Regions from separate parts of the Mus musculus genome. Here all the other regions are linked to region 3. Evidence: chromatin contacts called from public Hi-C and capture Hi-C data. All regions are on one chromosome and are shown on one strand. Each heading gives the region's core, a stretch centred on a gene start, on an enhancer-like site or on the middle of the called end of the contact. The rest is flanking DNA. Distances are from core to core; before and after follow the strand shown. Region 1 has its middle 25 kb from the start of Nampt. Region 2 has its middle 32 kb from the start of Gdap10. Region 3 has its middle 56 kb from the start of Gm33380.

What was found. Hi-C and Micro-C count contacts between places; a contact is called where the count stands out from the background. Capture Hi-C pulls out chosen DNA fragments and counts their contacts.
Region 1: a capture Hi-C map of bone marrow-derived macrophages shows a contact between it and region 3, with 6 times the contacts expected there. The contact joins two enhancer-like sites. A contact is called at or near these places in 3 of 484 Hi-C or Micro-C datasets (bone marrow-derived macrophages and peritoneal macrophages), 1 of 115 datasets of contacts at active chromatin or transcription factors (bone marrow-derived macrophages) and 1 of 9 other capture datasets (bone marrow-derived macrophages).
Region 2: a Hi-C map of bone marrow-derived macrophages shows a contact between it and region 3, with 32 read pairs. The contact joins two enhancer-like sites. A contact is called at or near these places in 1 of 15 datasets of contacts at CTCF or cohesin (large pre-B cells), 3 of 484 Hi-C or Micro-C datasets (bone marrow-derived macrophages, cerebellar granule neurons and liver) and 5 of 115 datasets of contacts at active chromatin or transcription factors (cardiomyocytes, embryonic basal ganglia, embryonic stem cells and 2 more).

What each region holds. Positions count from the first base shown.
Region 1 is chr12:32,793,186-32,797,598 of GRCm38.p6, forward strand. No RefSeq gene overlaps it. Among named protein-coding and RNA genes, the nearest start is that of Nampt, 25 kb to the right of the region's middle. Within about 2 kb of position 2,691, at least 50 of the 459 cell types and tissues checked have an H3K27ac peak or open chromatin away from gene starts, as enhancers often do. A contact at or near this core is called in bone marrow-derived macrophages, where this site is marked.
Region 2 is chr12:32,853,621-32,858,344 of GRCm38.p6, forward strand. No RefSeq gene overlaps it. Among named protein-coding and RNA genes, the nearest start is that of Gdap10, 32 kb to the left of the region's middle. Within about 2 kb of position 3,416, at least 50 of the 459 cell types and tissues checked have an H3K27ac peak or open chromatin away from gene starts, as enhancers often do. A contact at or near this core is called in bone marrow-derived macrophages, where this site is marked.
Region 3 is chr12:32,635,429-32,640,243 of GRCm38.p6, forward strand. No RefSeq gene overlaps it. Among named protein-coding and RNA genes, the nearest start is that of Gm33380, 56 kb to the left of the region's middle. Within about 2 kb of position 2,228, at least 17 of the 459 cell types and tissues checked have an H3K27ac peak or open chromatin away from gene starts, as enhancers often do. A contact at or near this core is called in bone marrow-derived macrophages, where this site is marked.

The DNA of each region.
Region 1 (4,413 bases), core at 1,441-3,940, 160 kb after region 3:
CCACGTACTCCTTCTCCTAGTGACAGGACACAGCCAAAAGTTCCTTCATGTTAATTACCAGTAGGTTCAGTCATCTAGAGAGAGACTGGTGTGAGTTTTAGTCAAAGCCTTGACATGCAGATTGGATTTTCTATTAGCCTCTGGGATAATCAACCATGGTTAAAGCCTGAACTACATTAGAACTAACATTGCAGCCCCAATACAATGCATGGATAAGCAAGAAGGAAGGGTAGTTCCTAGAAATGGAAGTGAATATACACAAATAAAAATGAAATGGAGTGGAGCCAATAACTGCTCTCACACTGGCCCTGGTACCTCCCTCCAACTTTGGGAAGACATAGAGATGAGGTTTTTTTTCCCCATACAAGGTCCCAAGACTTCATAATGATTTTTGGTAGTGGATTTTAAAGACCAACATTATTTCAGAATATAGAAAAGAAAGTAACAGTAAGGACAGTAAAGACCCTAGTAACTGGATGAGGGGTGAGCTCGGATTCCCATCTCAATGCCAAGCCAGAGAAAGCCAGAGCAACCCTGAAGATCCATGAAATGGGATGGAAGCACCCTTGAAAACATCCTGCCCCAGAAAGTGATACTTCCCTGGGTGTGGCTTTTTGAAAACACCAGTACACTGTTAAATGAACACTCGGGACAGAGACAGAGAACTCCAGCAGGGTCATGGGGTTTCCAGGGCTAATTTGACAAATTTGAAGGTAGGAAGATCAAAAGAAAAAATTATGAAAGAGAGACCAGGCTAAGCCTAATCCCTTCAACCAATCCCTTCATCCCCAGCCTCTGAAACAGACAACAGTAGCAATAGCCTCATTCTTAGTAAAGTAGAGGTGACATCATATCTAAATTATCTCATGCTGGTGAGGAAACTGTGTTTGAAGAAGAATATTGAGAGGCAATTTTCTATATAACTAGTTGGAGGGGTTTTTTTTTTCTGTTTTACATTTGACCTATAGAGTACTTAATAAAACTAAATTCAATTAAAACAATTTATGTATGAAATCATTACCAGTCATAAATATGAATGTGTAAGAAACAAGCCACTGGCCAGATTTTATGTATACAAATGTTATGACACAAGGAGGATTATTTTCAAAATTCAGTACCTGGATACAGCGAGAATTACTAATCCAAGTTTATGTTCTGAAAAAGTGGCATTGGGCATAATAACAACAGGATCTTTTTCTTTGTAATGAGGACCAAAGAAAAAAGAAAAAAGTCACCCTTAAGCTGCCCCATGGCATCCTTTCCAGCTTCCCAACGCAGCCCTTCTCCACTTTATCAGCCCTGGCGTCCAGGATGGGCTTCTCTACCCTTGCCCAAATAGGTCATCTCTGTATACCTGAGCCAGCTTCTCTCCGTGCATAGAAAGACCCAAACTGTTTTTTAACTGTTTGTGTGTGCTAAGCACTAACCTTTATACCAGAATACACAGGTAAGAACATGTAAGTACTTCCTTAAAATCACTGTTGGGGTCTATAATAAACACACACACTTGGTTGATGATACCAAAGCCATACAATTTGCTTGCTTCAGATACTTGCTTAGTAGCAAAATCCTTGGCTGGAAGCAGAACTCAGCCATTGCCTTGCAAAGCAAAGGGACTGCTTCGCCATTCACACCATACCCACATGCCTACTGACATGACGGTCATGGACTGATCCTCTGGAACAGTCAACCTCCTACAAACTCTTCCTTCCATACATTGTCCTGGTCATGGTGTCTCTTCAGAACAATAGAAAAGCAACTAAGACAGGTTGTTCATCAGCTGGAAGATATTGTCTTGGACGAATGATTGTTTCTAACTCAGGAAGTGAAGCTTCTAGAGCAGGGGGTCTCAATCAGTAGAGTGATTATAAAAGAGATCACATATCATAACATATATACATAGCAAGAGAAGTTCATTATATAAAAAATATATATAACATCTGTTATATATAACAGAAATCACATATCATAATGAACTTTTCTATATATTTTTTAAAGTTTCTTGTATATCACATATAATATGTTATATACATTACATATATGCATAACATAGATAACATATGTTACACATATAACAGAAATTAATTATTTCTGCCCATTTAATTGACAAGGATGGGTAGCTAGACCATTTATGTTTCTCATATTTTTATGATTCAAATTAGATAAACCTGATAATTGATTAATAAATAATTAATCAATATATATTTATATATACATATAATAAATTTATATATATCAACAATATACATATGTAGTCTATCTGTTCTTTACCCCTAAACTAGAATAGCAGAATAAAACCTGAGAATTGAAAAAATAAGACATATTTATTTGGGGATACTATCTATATGAAGTTGATATCTCAGAGGAAGAAGAGAAAGAGAAAAAAGAATCAGGCTTAAAGAATCAGGTTTATCTAATTTGAATCATAAAAATATGAGAAACATAAATGGTCTAGCTACCCATCCTTGTCAATTAAATGGGCAGAAATAATTAAAGGACCATAGAGTAGACCAAATGAGTTAGGGGAAAAGAAACATATAAACATGCATTTGATGGTGTGAAAACACAAAGAGCACTAGAACAAAAGGAGAAGGTGGGTAGCTTGCTCTAGGAAGCCAGACACAGTCATGACCCTAGACTGCAGCGTAAGCACAGGAAAGGGGAAGCAATGACAAATGGTTCGGATCTTATTTCTGAGAAATGAAATGTTGAAGAGAAGCAGAAAAGAACTACGTGCTATGCTCAAAGCTCCTGATAAGAAAAGGGACCTTGTAGAAAGAGAAACTGAAAGAAAAGAACAGCATTACCCAACATGGGAAACATTTCATTCATCGCCCCATAACTATCAAGTCTGAATTCTTTCTCAAAACGTCCTAAGGGGCTGGACAGATGTGTCAGCTGATAAAGTGCTGACCTTGCAAGTATCATACACACACACACACACACACACACACACACACACACACAAACACACACACACACACATACACAGAGAGAGAGAGAGCACTCAACATTTCAACATCAACACAAGCAATGACTCTTGCAGTGCAGAGAAGCAACAGCATTCTATGGAGGAGTGGAGACGAAGCTCCACCTGCACCAGGGCTCCAGACGAGTGCAGAGTGCAGATGAATTAGGCCTGATCTGACAGTCAAAATAGAGGAGAGAGACTTTTCAGTCACCCTCCCTCCACCTCTGAACACAATGAGTGGCCACTGGAACCGACTGCTGTTTATCCACTTACATCTAACATGATGTGCTTGGACTCAGGATGTATTTGCATCTGAAAGACCAGCAAGCACTGGAGTAGAACTTGGCACAGGAAGATGAGCACACTGAGTGTATAGACGTGGGGACTAGGCCTGGCTGAGAGAAGATAAAGTACACGGGTCACTTGCCTCCCATGTGACCTCACAGCCTACAGTAGGCACCACATTAGCTCCCTTCCTTTATCCAGAGCACTAATAGCTATTCTCAAATGGTATGGGAAAGAGTGGTTAGTGAAGGGGTGTTTGTAAATGTGTGAGCAAGGTTAAGGAAACCAACACAGATACTTCGCCATGATCAGGCACCACAGGGCCAGAAGTGACAGCAAAATACAGTTTCTAGGGAGAACATGAATACATCCAAGTATGACTCTCCTCCGTGTAGTACCAGCATCTCAGTTCCTGTGCCACTAAATATGTTCTGGGGTCAAGATCAGGTGTGTCTTGTTCTCACCCTCTACTAATTATTAAACACAGCTGTACACTTTAAGTTGCATATTTGGATTCTGACTTTTGGTTAAGATAGTTTGTATTTTATGAGCAGCACCCCCTTCTGTTCCATATTATAAATGGATTCCAGCCCCTTGTATGTACTAGCTATTGCAAGGGCTTCATCCCATTTCTCTTACTGAATATCACTGATGTCTCTGTTTTAATTTGTACTTCTTGCCCTCTAAGCCTGTTGAGAAAAAAAAATGCCACTCTGAGCTTTCTCCTGGAGACGACGATTGCTTTAGTGACTGGTTTCAGTCTTACCATTTATCCTGTATTGTCTCCTTCTGTGCATCTTTATCTTTGTTAAGATATATTTTGCTAAGTAAATTTAAAAAGTAGTGGCTATGTTGTCTTTCGAAGTACTCATTTTTTCTACTTTATTCTAGGATATCTTATGTGACTAATATGGACTAGGCCCTTAGCTTGTCTTCTTTGTTTATGGAGATAGGGTACCAATCTTCAGTTGCACAGTTCTCTATCTTTAGATGTACTTACTCTAAAAACCAAGTCTTCAGTCACCCCGAAGGGAGTGTGACTCTGCCCTGTGACAGGCTGCCAGCAGCCACCATTTGGACAGAGGCAGCAGCCACTGCTTGCAGGGTTAACAGTAAGATGGTGGTGGTGCCAGATGAGATAGTCACAATGATGAAAA
Region 2 (4,724 bases), core at 2,166-4,665, 220 kb after region 3:
GGACACACAGGAGGAGACAGCTCTAGAGTGTGGAGTTGGCACACCCACCCCCCCTGCCACCAAGTCCAGCCCACCATCTGTTTGTAGGTAGTTTTATTGGAACATAGCCCTACCCACTCTCTTAGTAGTGGTCACCATTGTTCTCATGCTGTAGCAGCAGAGCCTGCAAAGCTGACATAGTCCACTCCTTTTCATTTCTAGAAAAGGAATATCAAGCCAATAAAGAAGGACCCACGAGATGAACTCTTGGAGGTTGCGTGCAGAACATAAGGTAGCAAAGGATACTGATGAGCATCAACTAAAGAGAGGAAGTCGGTACTTTCCCTAGACCAACAGGAGGAGGATAGTAACGGCTGAACGGGATCTCAAGTACACTGTGTGTGTCTGTGAAAGTGTCTTAGTAAAGGCTGAGGTAGAGTCACCAAGTGGGACAGCTTGGGACACATAGGTCCTGCCTTGAAAATCCATACCTTGTTTTTCATAAGGCTTCAGGATTCACCTGAACTGGGGAAAGCAGCCATCTAAAGATTAAATCTCAATGAATTCTCAGAAAAATAAAGTCACATCCAGACAAGAGTGGAAGTGGGAGCCTGGAAGAGCAGAGGGTGTCTTTGAAGAGCTCAGGATGGAGTGTGCAGATCTGAGTAGAATACAGTGATTTACACAAAAATGTAGACACATTATTTCATATACTTGCTAATAAAAATATTGGGGAAAGCCAGAACAAGACATGTTCTAAGGGATCAAGACCACCGCAGCAGCTACCATTGTCTTAAGACAGCCTTGTTTCCACTAAAACAGTTTCAAGAATAAGGATAAACGGAGTTCTGTCACAACACCAAAAGCTGAACTTCTTCATGCCACCATTTCAGAAAGTTCTAAGGGAGTGGGAGGGTGGGGGGGAGGGGGTATAGTGAGCACACCCCAAACCCAGCAGACACTGACTGTCTGAAACAATAGTGAATAGCAGTGTGCCCCAAATTAAAATAGGAGCAAAGTTAGAGGTATTCTGAAATGCTTTAGTTTTCAGCAAGTGTGCTGGTGCGTTTTTAGAACATAAATGAACATGTACATATTGACCAAGTAAACATGGAAGTAAGTGTATTTCTTTCAGACTAATAGGAAAAGGCCAGACGTGTATATGCTTTTTAAAATAAATGAGAAAAGCATGTGGAACAACTAGCCAAATAAGATTAATCGTGAATTTTATGTACATAATGTGAACCATAAATACCCTAAACATATTACAAGATAAATGTATTAAAAATCTATGTGCCACTTACAAAAGCCACATCCAAAACAGGGTTGGAAACATCTTTAAAGGAGCGCTTGGCTGCAGTCATAGCTGTACTTTTCCTGTGGTCAGATGGCTCATGTGTCCAGGGCTGCTGACATCACTCATCCCCAGAACAGTGTGCCAGCAAAGTGTGGCGCCCAAAAGGAACAGAGCATTCCAACACCGGGCTGTGGCTTATTTACCAAGCCTTGGGGAAAATAAAGCTTAGACAGACAGTGCCCTCTCTTCTCAGATGAGCCATGTTGGAAATGTCAGAGGGGAGTTAAAGCAGGGACAGATGCATTCTGGGAAACAGCACCTCATCTTCCCCGTTCTCCTAGGTTCTCGTGCCTGATTCTCATGTCCGTTTTCTGCCCTTGTGTGGGGTGTTGGTATATTAGTCGTTCACCGATAGGTGGAAGATGGAAGGGGATGGTTAGATTAGATTACCTATTAGATTAGATTACCTGTAGGCTTTTCTGAACCACAGACATATACTCCTAAAAATCCAAAGCATGCATGCCAGGCTATGACACTGGGGAGGTCTTGCCGAGATACCTGCCTGAGAACCACTGTCCTATATGTACGGCTTCCAGAGCATTGATGCAGGACTTTACCCCTGGGACCAATGCTCTCTGCCCCTGTGTTAGCAGTGTTATCTGCCCTGTTTAGGGAACAAGGCTCAGCACAGGATGGCCAAGAATTGTCCTCTGAGGATCATAAAACTTGTCATCACCCTAGCCTGCCTGTGGATGGAAAGGCCACTGTGTTCTTCCTACAGGAAGCAAAGAGGAGGGTAACTTAACTGAGAAAGGCAGCTCGAATGATTTTCAGACTGCAAATCTACTGACCAGTCCGAACACATCCTTTCCTGCCTTGTGCACACAGTAACTCTAAGGCAGTTGTATCATAAAATTTACATGCATTAAAAAAGTTCTAGACTTTTCTGACTGACTTTTATTCTCTATAATATCTAAAAAAGTACTGCTTTTAGTATCAAGCAAAGAAAGCAGTATTACAATATTGCAGGTGCTGAGCCAGACGGTGGCATGCCCAGGGCTTCTCAGGGAATGTGTGTCTCTGATTACCTGGTGGTGGATGAGCGAGCAGAGCTTTCTATTGTCTGGGGCTACTTGCCCACCTTGGGAGTGGGTGGGGACAAGGCAACAAACTAAACAACAACTGAATCTCCTATTTTGTGTATATGAGACTGCAAGAGAGGGGACAGGGGAAGGGTAGATACCTCATTCCTCTCAGGTGGTTTTGAAACAAAGGACAGATAAAATTATTTTTTAAGTTGGAATATATATATATGTATACATACATATACATACATACATATACCAGACATTGTGAATAGTTGATTATTTCGAAGCCATGAAGCCAAGAGACACTACCTTGATAAGTGAGACTTTTAACTCATGGGCTGGAATTATTTCTTTGGCAAGCCCTTGCCTAGTTCTGCCCACTAAGTTAGAGTGTGTGCCCTAGGGTCTACACTAGGGCTTGACATACAGAACGCACTCAGCTGTCACATATTGGGAGAGGAGGCTCATTAGTCAGAACTCTGTCTCACTCTGCCCTGCCCCACCTAGCACTACTGTCAAGCCATGATTCAGTCTCTATTGTACATCTGCTCAGTACACCCCAAGTCCTCATTTCATCAAACCAAAAACTGGTGCTTTTTAAGACAATAAAATAATAATAACAACAACAACTAGCAACTGGTCAGCCATTTATCTGCAATTGTGGGAAATTCCAGGCTGACATTTCCTCCTATTGTCCTAGAAAAGGGTCTGTCAGGACCAGGAAGGGCCATTTGACTCCTAGCCTGCCTCTTGTGCTCCTGACTGTATTCATCAACCAGATCAAAACAGACCGTTCCTCCTCACTGTCTGCCCACGTATAGCGTCTCACTCCAGATATGGTTTCCTTGTCACTTTCTCTAGAAGGTCCCTTCCAGGAAACATGTCTGTGAACCTACAGACAGACGTCACTTTGGTTCTGCCGTATGATGAGAATCCTGGCCACTGTGCGCCGTGTCTGCATCTTGCCACACCATCCTAAGTGTATAAGTGGGTATGTGTCTGCTGCTCTTCTGCCAAGGTCACACACAGCTTTTAGGGAACAGGCAACTGTATTTCTTGATTGTCCGGCTCTATGTTCCCTTTTTCTGGAGCCTCAGCTGACCCTCTCCCTTGAGACAGACTAGCCAAAGCATTTCCAGTTATTTTTAGTTTCTTTGGCTGCTGACTTGGACGGTTTGGAAGGAGGCAATATGATGGTTTGATTGGTCTGTCTCAAACCACAGCTCAGGCAGTTGATGGCCACAGCATTGAGCAAGGGCAGAAAATGCATCCATAGGTTGGATGAACTTGCCAAATGGGCAAAGAGGACAAGATGGATCAGACTGCCCTGATCCGTCTGAACGTGTGCAAACGGGGCAGCAGTGGACCTACCAAGGGAGGAAAGGGCATCTTGCCTGCCTGCCTAGACTCTGGAGCAAAGCCATCTGCATAAGACGAACTGTCCAGTGACTTCCTCCCAAGCTTCTCTCCCTCAGGGATGTTCTGGTGCCTGGGAACTGCAGGAAGCTGAGAGGACTCATTCCGGCCCTGAACTTGGGGGAGCTGCCATACTCACTCCCTAGTGATGCTGACAGCCTCACCAAGCGAAGTCCCTCCATTGGACTGTGCCCCCAGAAGTGGAATACATGAAGTCACGTGACTATTGCTGGGCTACCCAGTCAGCATAACATCTGGTCCAGCTTTACTTAAAGGATTGTTTTAAAGATTGTAGAATAGATAGACAGACAGAACTGTTGGGGTCCAAGAATTGCCTCACAAGCCACAAGAACTCCGATCTCAGTCAGATAGGGATAGTTTATCGAGCACACACCACAAGACTGGTCGACCAGGGCCATAGTCCAGATCTGGGAACTGAACCATGACCCTGAGTTAAGACCCAGTGTTTTTAAGCCCAAAATCCACAAGTATCTGTGTCAAGTTATTTCACCAATCAGGATGTAGGGATGGGGGATTCCCTTGGGAACTTGTCTCTGTTGTATACTTTCTCCCTCCTGCCCCCATTGGTTGGGGTATTCAACTGTGACAGGAGACTTGCCTTGTCTAATAGTCACACCTTAACTTGTCTATCAGGATGGGACTTGTCTAAAATTCGTGTTTTAACTTTCCAACTAGGATGTCAGTTTCCCACATACATGTCTCTTTCTGCCAAGTCGGATGTCAGTTTCTAGGGAGGTCTTGGGAACCTAAACTTTACTTGACCACTGTTCAAAATGGAAGTCTTATTCCAAATAGTTTCTTATATTGGTGCAGGTGTCTTTCTTGTGTTGGAGCCCATCCCAGGGGTAGTTTATAAAGTTAAATACCATAAAAGCTTATACATAGATGCAGGAAGTGCTGTTGGGTCGTTGGTTCAGGTCCAA
Region 3 (4,815 bases), core at 978-3,477:
CTAGGTAGAGTGAATAACGTTGTAAGGCAAATGGTAAGTGCTGTGCCCATCCCAAGCTTAAGGTTTACTCTGAACTCCCTCCTGGCTTTGCACCCTCTGATCACTTTCATTTCTGATTATTCATGTTACCTACACTGCTGGCATGACCCAGGACTGTTATAGTATGAGAATGCCCCTCTAAGTTCATGCATTTGAACAGCTGGTCTTTAGCTGGTGACATGGTTTTGGGGGGTACAGAACTGTCAGGAAGTGGAGATTCATCACTTCCTAACACCACTGGGAAATACATCACTGGGGGGGGGGGGTGAGTTTTGAGGGTTTGTAGCCTCACTGACTTCCCATCCTATCTCTCTTTCTGTGTGTGGATAAAATGTGACCTCTCTGCTTCTTGCCCCTGCTCCCATGCTTTCCCCATCAATATAGACTCTAACCTCATGGAACTACAATCCAAAATAAGCCCTGTTTTCCCCTAACTTGCTTTCATCAGTTTATTATAGTCACTGTTAATTTCCATATCATTTGTATAATACAGACATCCTTTGGTAGCCTCAGAGAATTAGTTTCCCTCCACCACATACAGAGATGTGCAAATTCTCAAGTATCAAGCACCTTATATATAATGATGTATTAGTAATATTTTTCTATCACTTAGATGTATATGCTCATATACTTTAATTCATCCAGATTATTAATAATACCTGATACAAGAAAAATGCTATGTGAATGGTTTTATGGGTTTTTAAAGGGGAATAATATCAAGAAAACCTAAGCCATGTTCAACAGATGCAATTCTCATACCCCAAGTGTGGACCTCATAAACATGAAAGGACAGCTGTGGTGACTATGCTCCTGATTCTGCACATATCAACTGGATGCTGTTTTGTGTGAAAGAATAGATTAAAATGAAGCCCAGGGTTTAGAATTGGCATGCTGTTAACTGCAGAGGCAGCTAGGTGGACTCAATTACCTTGGCCTTTCCTCCCACCTCTCCCATCCTTTCAGACATTGTGAAAAAGAGTACAAACAAAAATAACAAGTAATCATAAAACCTGAAAGAGAAGGAAGCCAGAATTCCAAATTAGTAAGAAAAGTAAAAGAAGCCTGCAGTGTTTCAAAGGCCCTGCATTTCTTTTGAATGTTAAAAGGCAACTGAGGTTTGTTGCTAACCTCAGCCAAGTATGGCCTGCTGTAATAAATAGCTGCCCATTCAGAAAGAAGCTTACAGACCACTTTATTCATATATATATATATATATATATATATATAGAGAGAGAGAGAGAGAGAGAGAGAGAGAGAGAGAGAAATTAAAAATATGGCTGTCTGGGAGGAGAACACAGAGTATTCTGTGTAACAGTATTTAAGAATAATAGGCCTGGACCAAGAAAACAAGAAGATTGGCTATAAAGAAAATAAAGAACTCATGGGCATTTGTGGAGTCAGATTAGAATAAAGATATCAAAGTAGAAATTTCAGAAACATACTAGTCCCTAGGTGACTTAACTGGCCTTTTATTTTTAAATGATCTATTTATTTTTATTTTGTATGTGTATTTATTTATTGTTTTGCCTGGATGTGTGTGTGTGTGTGTGTGTATATATATATATATATATATATATACACATATATATATAGTGTGTGTGTGTGTGTGTGTGTGTGTGTGTGTGTGTGCTTGGTGTCCACGGAGGCAGAAGAGAGTGTCAGATTTCCTGGAATGGAGTTATAGATGACTGTGACCTGCCATGTGGATGCTAAGAGGCATATGTGGACATACGTCATTCATTTCACTTTACAGAGTGATTATTTGATGCCTAATTGTTATCTGTTTGCAAAGTTGTCTTATGATTCTATACAGTATTTTGGATGCTAATGATAATCTTACCTGATTATTTAACTTTTAGGTCAATTAAACTTTCCATTAAAATTTGAAGACACTATCCAAGCTATCGCTTTGTAGGATGAAAAGCACACAGAATTCTAAGTGCCTGTGACTCTGTTCTTCCTTTTGCCCTGTGAATTCCTATCCCACAGCGTCGTTGGTGAGCAGGGAAGAAGGGGTTACATAGTAGCGGGGTATCTCTGCTCTCCTTTGATCTTTTTCACAGCCAGCGCTATGCTATGGCAGGGTTTGTGTTCTCGGAAAGGAATATTGACTTCTTAGTCCTTCCTCTCAGTTTAAAATTGAAATTCCTCATTAGGCCACAAGGTGGCAGATTAATAGCAGGGAAAAATTCAAGCACAAAAGCGGTAAAGAAACTTTTTCAACAGAAGAGAAATTGTGAACAAAGAAGGTCTTGTCTCCCCTCCGCTTGTGTGGTCCCTTCCATGATCAAAAGTTCCATTTGCTAAACAAACACATCCCTTTAAAAAATATCATCCCTTTGAAGCCAGGGAGAAGAGACTCCTCTACAGACTTGTTAGTAGTGTTTCTAAGCACACAACTTCCTTGAATCTCATTTGAGGATAGCCTGTGTACACCCACTAGAATGTCAAGCTTTCATCCTGTCAATCAATTGAACAATTGCCACGGAAGACTTCTTCTTCATGACCATATGCACTATCACAGTTGAGCCATGGCCTGTCTTGGTAAACTAACTTTCTTTGGGATTTCTGAGACAACTTCAGCTACTCCACACTGACTCCTGGGTATCTAGCCTCATCCCTCTCTATTCCCCACTGCTGCCACTGTCACTTCTTTGGATATCAGAACTGACCATGACTTCCTACTGAAAAGTCCACACCATTAGCCATGGGATGAAATATAAAGTCCAAAATGTGGCACACAGGGAACTTTCTAACCTGTCTCATAACCTGTACACATACAGACATACACTTACTAATTCAATATCACTGGCATTACTGCTGTGTCAAATATACCTCTTTCCTCATCTCGCTGGGTTTTATTCCATCCTTCCCTCTAGCTGGACTGCTCTTCCTCATCTGTGTCTGGCAAGTATCCAGTCCATGCAATGCCTTGTTCAACATTCTCATGCGAACAGTACCCTGCCTGCCTGACCCTCATGTTCTTGCACGGAATCCATCCTCTTATTGTACACATATCTGTCTTTCACACTAAATGTAAGCTCTTTCATAAAATAGTCAAGGACTGGGGTAAGTGTTGGGAAGAATGCTATTTTCCAAGTAGATGCTTAGAAAACACTATGGAAGGACTGCAGCATCTTATCTGGCAGACAGATAGACACCCATAGGCTCCAAAGACTTAAGTGGAAAAAATGGCATCAGGTGGAGACACCATTGGTGGTATTGATCCCTTCTTCATGAAAGACCTGGAGCCAGGAGGATTGGAATGGCTCCTGGCAACCCTGTACTCCTTGCAACTAGGAATGGTATAGATCCGTTCTCTTCCCAAACATCAATCCCCTTCCCACAAATTACACAATTTTTCCCTGTACCTCTGCTCGCCAAGACACAGTAGATTCCTGTATCTCCAATTTTAGTGAGGTAGGACTCTTTTCCCTTGGGGGTACAGAGCAGCTATCATTGTTAGCACTTGAGCTAATTGTAGAAATATTCTGTGACGTCTGAAGACAAAATTTGAAAAATTATACTGAACGATGCTAATATATCATTTAAAACTGGCGCATTTCTCCTGGGTTCCCTTGGTACTTTCTTTGTTGATTATCAGTGGAGATATATTAATTTCATGCTCACCACTACAATTTAAGATCAGAAATGGAACATCTAACAATCTTTAGATGTAGTAAGTAGACTTAGGATCTGTTTGTGAATTATCTACCTCCTTATCTTTTTCTTTTTGTGCTTCACTTTAACAAAATAAATCTTAAGAATAATGTATTGATTGGAGGTTTCTATTTTCTGGGATAATAAAACATGGCCAAAAGTGTTATGGGGAGTCCATCAAAAATGACCACTCAGAAACAATGTATGGCCTATTGAAAGTCTTCATTTCAGTTAGCAAGGCTATACTCAGTTATTCAGGATCTAAGTGTAGTGCCTAGTGTCCTGCACACAGGGTTTTTGAAGAGAAAACCTATGCCCTGGCATCATGAAGCTAAAATAAGCAGTAGGTAGAAGGAGTAGTTCTGAGCAAGCAAGCAGGTCAGCAGAAGCAGAGATAAGTTTACTGCGTATTTTGATGTTGAATTCCTAGAATAGAGTTGGGTAATTTTTTCATGGGATTCTCCATCCATGAGATCAACATCTAGTTAAGCATGAAATGGCCTCAGCAAGAATACAAGATGAAGGAACCGCTGCATGTGCCTGCTGCCTTACATTCCCCACTCGTTCTGTGGGCCTGAGTCAAGTTGTTTACTTATCATGTACTAGGAAGGCATAGTTGGTCCTAGGGACCAATAATTTAGTTGGTCATGCAATTGAGGATACAGAGTCCTACTAATAGCCTGACTAGGATAAGACTCATGATCCAGCTAATCCTGACAGAGAGGTGGTCTGCCATGGGGACCAGGTAAACAGGGTATCTGATCCGTCTTTCCTTTCTCTCCTTTCTGTGCAGTTTAGCTGACCATGGCAAGGTTTTTCTCTAGTTAACACTGATTGGTTGGCATGGGAACAGCATTGTACATCGGGATTAGTAAACTCTGGTCAGAGGTTGGGAAAGATGGGAGGTATTCTCCCAGACATAATTTCAAAAGGAGCAATCCCCTTCTTACAATAACACTGGACCCTGAGCAGGAGAGAGCAGAGAAGGAGCTTGGCCCAGTCTTCATCAGTTTCCAGAACCAATTTGGTCAGAATCTCCTTAAGAGTTCTATTCATTCTTTCTACCTCCCCTGAGCTCTATGGCCTATATGCACGATGTAATTTCCAATTGATATT